2 separate regions of the Oryctolagus cuniculus genome follow, and region 1 is linked to region 2. Evidence: chromatin contacts called from public Micro-C data. All regions are on one chromosome and are shown on one strand. The core of a region is the stretch at or near the end of the contact, and the rest is flanking DNA. Distances in the headings are between cores, read along the strand shown. Region 1 has its middle 39 kb from the start of FCHSD2. Region 2 has its middle 16 kb from the start of ATG16L2.

What was found. Hi-C and Micro-C count contacts between places; a contact is called where the count stands out from the background.
Region 1: a Micro-C map of ear pinna shows a contact between it and region 2, with 10 times the contacts expected there. The contact joins two enhancer-like sites. A contact is called at or near these places in 3 of 6 Hi-C or Micro-C datasets (ear pinna, psoas muscle and an unstated tissue).

The regions. Positions count from the first base shown.
Region 1 is chr1:64,558,549-64,561,248 of mOryCun1.1, reverse strand. No RefSeq gene overlaps it. Among named protein-coding and RNA genes, the nearest start is that of FCHSD2, 39 kb to the right of the region's middle. Within about 2 kb of position 1,363, at least 1 of the 8 cell types and tissues checked has an H3K27ac peak or open chromatin away from gene starts, as enhancers often do. A contact at or near this core is called in ear pinna, where this site is marked.
Region 2 is chr1:64,217,538-64,220,237 of mOryCun1.1, reverse strand. No RefSeq gene overlaps it. Among named protein-coding and RNA genes, the nearest start is that of ATG16L2, 16 kb to the right of the region's middle. Within about 2 kb of position 1,262, at least 5 of the 8 cell types and tissues checked have an H3K27ac peak or open chromatin away from gene starts, as enhancers often do. A contact at or near this core is called in ear pinna, where this site is marked.

The sequences.
Region 1 (2,700 bases), core at 114-2,613, 340 kb before region 2:
AAGCTACACATAAGCGCACACACTCACTCTCTCCGCCATGCCTTTGCCTTCCCTGAGCCTAGCATGTCTGCTGTTCACAAGACAGATCACTACCATCCTCCAAGACCCAGTTCCCAGACCCTGGTCCTGGCTCCACGCCCCTCCCACCCTCCACAGCCCATTGTCGAGGACCTGGCCCAGGGGACAGTCAGCAAGAGTTGCAGTGACAGCAATTCCTCCCTTCCACGGCCCTGCGGTGCCAGAGACCCTCCCCTGCCCCCTGCTTTCTGCTTTCTCGGCCTCCTCATACCAGGCTCACTCTCCTTGGGCACTGCCCTGGTGTCTGGGGTCCAAGTGCCTTTGGGCCCCTTGGCTAACTCAGGGGCGCAGATCTCCCCAGCCGGCCCCAGGTGGCGCTGTCAGCCAGGCAAGGGTTGAGGAGGCCCAGAGCCCCACCCTGGGAGCGGAGTCCTCAGAACCCCGAATTCCAGAGCAGCTTCTTTCCCTTCCTGTGTGACACTCTGGTTTAAAAGCTTAGGAGGTCAGGAGAGCAGGGACCTCAGCTCCCAGATGCCTAGAGGATTTTGTAAGGCCACACAGACCCTGAGAGGCCAAGGGTGGGCGTGCAGCCCCTTCCCTGGCCTGAGACTACAGCCCACTGCCTCCTGCTGGCCGGAGGGCTGTGTTCTCTCCTGACTTTGGTCCTCACCGTGATGCTCTGACCTGTGCCCACTGCTCTGTGCATCAGGGGTCCTGCTTGGCAAGTGGGGGCCAGGCCCAGGAGCTCTGAGCTGCCGTGGCCCGCGGTCCCCGCTAGGTGGGAGAGGCCTGGCTGTAGGGCCAAGGACAGGCTGCTCTGGGAGCTGCCAGCAGGAAAGTATTTTCCGAGCTGGAAGGGCTGGCGGAGCCCAGGGTTGGGCTCAGCAACCACAATGGACCCTTGTACAGAGGTTTAGCTTGGACTCTCCCGCAGGCCCAGCCTCGGGGCTGGGGTGGGCCCTGCCTTCTGGTCTGCAGCCAGCCCCACTCCCAGGCCCAGAGACAGGAGCCTGAGACAGGCCCACAGTTCAGCTCTGGGTGACACCCATGGGCTCCAAGCCGGTGCTTGAATTTCCACCCCTGGCCTTCCCAGGGTCCTCCAGCCTAAACAGCTTCACATAAGGTTTGAAAGCCTATCCACCCAGCCAGATGGGAGCCCCCAGAGAGCAGGCCAACGCAAGGAGCTCAGGACAGATGGTGGGAGCGGCTGGCTCAGGTATGCTGATGCTCCCTGGCGAGGGGGTCGTTTGGGAGACCTGGGCTCTAGTCCTGGCTGGGCCCTCTGCCAATGGGCAGAAAGCGGAGGAGGGTTGGTAATACTTATTTGAGGGGACACAGTTGCGGGGGACGGGGCTTCTCCCTCTGCCTCAGAGACTCCCCACTCCTCCTTCCCTCCTGCTGCCAGGTCCTATCGCATTTGCTTCTGGAGCCCTGCCCAAGGCTCCGAGTTGCCTGTGGATGCCCGGAGGGCAGCACCCAGTTACCCCTTCCCTGGGCTCCTAGGCGCTTGTTGTCATCACTCCTCTGGGCAGGGATAGCAGGGATCCTGCTCCCTTCATGGTCACGGTCATCTCAGGCCCCTGCCGTCACCAGGCTCCCTACGGGACACTTCACACTGGCCACCTCTGGGAGATCCAGCAAGTGTCTTGAGCAGAGAGGGGTGATGCCTGTGTGTGTGTGTGTGTGTGTGTGTGTACAAATTACTGACATCTCCAAGACAGAGATTTAAAGAAAAATGCAAGACCCTTCACTTAGAGCACATTAAAAAGGATGGTCTGAAATGACAGGAACGCAGTGGAATATGGATTGCACAAATGTAGATTTCATGTCTGGCTACATTAACGGAGGCATAAAGCCTAGAATATGGGAGGTGACCAATGGGCTTTATTTAATTATTTGTTTATTTGAAAGGCAGAGTTTCGGGGTGGGGGAGATCTTCCATTCACTGATTCACTGCCCAAATTGCCTCAATGGCTGGAGTTGAGCCAGTCCTGAGCCAGGAGCCAGAAGCTTTTTCTGAGTCTCCCATGTGGGTACAGGGGTCCATGCACTTGGGCCTCCTTCTGCTGTTCTCCTAGGCACATTAGCAGGGAGCTGGATCAGAAGTGGAGCAGCGAGGACTAGAACAGGTGCCCACATGGGTCACCAGCATCACAGGCAGTGGCTTTACCCACTACACCACAATGCCAGCCCCAGTTTCTCTGGAACTGTGTGCCCATTTCTTAGAAATGGCTTCTGTAGTGCAGTCCCTGCCCACATAGGGCAGATGTAGAATCATTTCCCTCCCAGCTTAATAGGACCAACCCAGGGACAGGGGGCAACTGCTTTGAGGCCCCCCACGGAAATGATGGGGATGTCACTGGAGGCTGGCCCCAGTTCAGCGAGAAAGGCAGTCCTACGGCAGAAGGGGCTGCTTCCAGAGATAGGCCATGAGGTATGGGAGCAGGCGGGACACGCCCCCCTGGGAGGGCTGTGGAGAGCATGCCTCCCCTGGTGGTGGGGGTGGGGGGCGGAAGCCCAGGAAGGCACTCACACTGGGGCTGTGAGAAGGCAGGCTCCTGAACCAAGCTGAGAGTAGGCGGTGCCCTGGCCTGACTCCACAGGACGCCAGGTAGCTCGGCAGGCTGGGACTCCCCACATCCATCTACCAGCTGGGTGTTTGGTTTGGTTTTATTGCTGGGC
Region 2 (2,700 bases), core at 13-2,512:
GAGACACAGGAGACGGCACTCTCCTGCTCCCCTGCCCGTGCGAGCTGCTGGTCACAGACCGCCGCTGGCACTGGAGACTTGGTCTGTGACCAGGGACAGAGTTCAGTCAACGGCCCCACCGCAGTGTCAGAATCCAGTGTTGGCTCCTTCGTCTCAGGAACTGACTGGGCTTCAGTCAAGCCAGGGATTCACCGCACAGGGCTGGTTCCCTTCCTCTCCGACCCCACCCCAGCCCACGGCACACCCGCAGGCCAGCCAGAGCCCAGGCGGAGAACATCACTGGGCCTTGGGCCTCCCGCGGCTTGGTGTCCCGCCCTTCCTTCCGAGCTGCCACGACCTCAACTTGGAAAGGAACAGAGGGCGGTGGCTTCCGGGGCAGTGCTCCCGCAGCTCTGCTGGTCTCAGTGGTTTGGTCTCGAGATGCAGAGTGAGACGGAAAGGTCACAGTGCTGGCGCCAAGACCGGCTAATACGGACTTGCTGGGATGACGGAAGGTGACCCATCAAGGCACTGGACTCCTGCACCGAGACAAAGCGAGCCCGCATCCTCCGGCCCGTGGCTACCCCTGGGCTGCACTGCTCACTCACTGCCCAAGGAACCCAGCCACGCTTCTGGCTCGGGGCCTAGTTCCTGTCCAGCTCCCTCCATGCGGCCCTGTGACAAAATCTGGCTGCTCTGAATCTTTGCGTTCATTTTGTCTGTTAGGAAGTTGTTGATGACAGAAACACAACCAAATGACAAAGAATGGGAACTGTACTGTGTCCCGGAACTCTACCACTCGACACACGAGCTAAGTGTCCTCCAGGTTCCTCAGCGTTTGCTTTGTGACTACTTGATCTGCCAAGAGCATCGTGTTCCTGGGCTGTTTTTCCCTTGGTCCCAGTGACCAAAAGCAACACACGCGGGGCTGCTCCCACGTCGTTCCTGCAGGCGCTGGTCTGGGATTTTCTCCTGAAATGTCTTACCTTACAACATAACACCAGTAACTGCTGAGCAGGGTTCACGCCCCTGCACACTGAGGACCAAGCACACCGCACTGCTTGCTCGTGCAAGGCCCAGGGCGGGGGGGAGGGGAGCTTGGCAGAAAGAGCTGGACTCAAGTCCCAGAGCTGCCTCGAGTGTGCCGTGGCCGGAGGCTCACCCCTTCAGCCGGCTGGGCCTCGCCTTCCCCACCTGGACAGCGAGGGTGAGGAGAGACTTCCTGAGGTCCCATGTGGTAAGCGTGCAGAGCAGCTGAGCTTACCTTGGACCCTGGACATGGAAACAGCCCGTACAAGGCTTGGTGTGAGTGACACTGACCCTCACAGACGGGTCCACACCCGGCACTGCCAGGACTTCTGCAGGCCGTTCAGCAGCCTAGCTTCCTGCCCCAGGCTGTGTCCTGCACACTGTAGACCCCGTCTCTGTCCCCAGGGGGGGTCCAATCTGGTGGGGGGGGCACTCAGGAATGACAGACTCAAGCCAAGGGGCCCCTCCCAGGACGGGGAAGTGACCCCAGGGCATTAGCCCGCCACGGGGGCCTCTCCCGCCTCTCCCTCCTGGAGGTTTCAGGCCTGAGGCTGGGCGGGGCAGGCAGAGGCAACCCTGCTCACAGACTATGAGACTATGTTGTGTGGCCGCGGCAGTTTCAGGGACGGGGACACGAGACCCTGGAAGCTGGTGACCTGCCCAGGGTCTCCCAGAAGATGGAACTGGGCTTGCAGAGAGCAGCCAGTCCCTCTCTACAGCACCTCAATCCAGTTTTTGCCACCGAGCCGGAGGCCTGGATGCTCGTGCCAGCCCTGCTGTGACCCTGTGCAGGTCATTCTAGTTTTACCACTGAGACTCAGGCCCAAGTAGGGAATGCCGAAACCTGAGCACTCAACACTGGCGGCCTGGAGGGTGCTAGTCCTGCCCTCTGCACCCCCGCCTCCCCTTGCCCTCCAGGAAGCATTCACTCCTGCCAGGAGGGGTGCCTCGGAGCAAGTTCCAGTGAGCCTGTGCCCCCTGAAGTGAGGCGGCCCCCAGCACGTGTGGTCACTGCCCTGCGACAGAGTCAGCCCACTTCCCAAGCACCTCTGCCGGTCCCCGGGTCACCTAGGCAGAGCTGACAGCCACCTCCCAGGATCCCTCTCTCTCCTGGTCCCTCACTTTGGGGGACACTCACCCTCCAGGTCCAGGGGCCAGAATGGAAGAGATAGACACAGAGTAGCGTTGGCTTAGACACAAAGCCAGAATCACATCTGCTCCCTCCCCCCACCCCCGCAGCCCCGTGGTGGCAGGCAGGGGAGGCCAAATTCTGCCTTCTGCCATTAGTGTGTGCGGGCGGGTGGGGGTTAGCTCAACCCAGCATGACAGTAGCTGTGTGATGCTCAGTCTCAGCCTCAGAGCCATTGTCCCCTGAGACAGAGGACACCTACGTCACAACCGTCCAAGTGTTCTTCCAGGCTGCTGGTGACCCCTGGTGGCCACTGGGAGCCAGGCAGGAGGGAAGGGGTCTGGTGGAAGAAATCTTGGAGTGGAGCAGTGTTGAACCCCTAGGGTCCTTGAACAAAGGCATTTAACCACTTAACCAGCATTTCCTGAGACTCTCACTTCCATCCTGGCCTCTCCAGAGCTCCCTGAGTCAGCACGGGGCGGGGGGGGGGGGGGGGGCCAAAATAAACAGGGAGCCCCGGGAAGGCCTGCACACAGCCGCTCTCTGGGGCAGCTCCTGCAGGC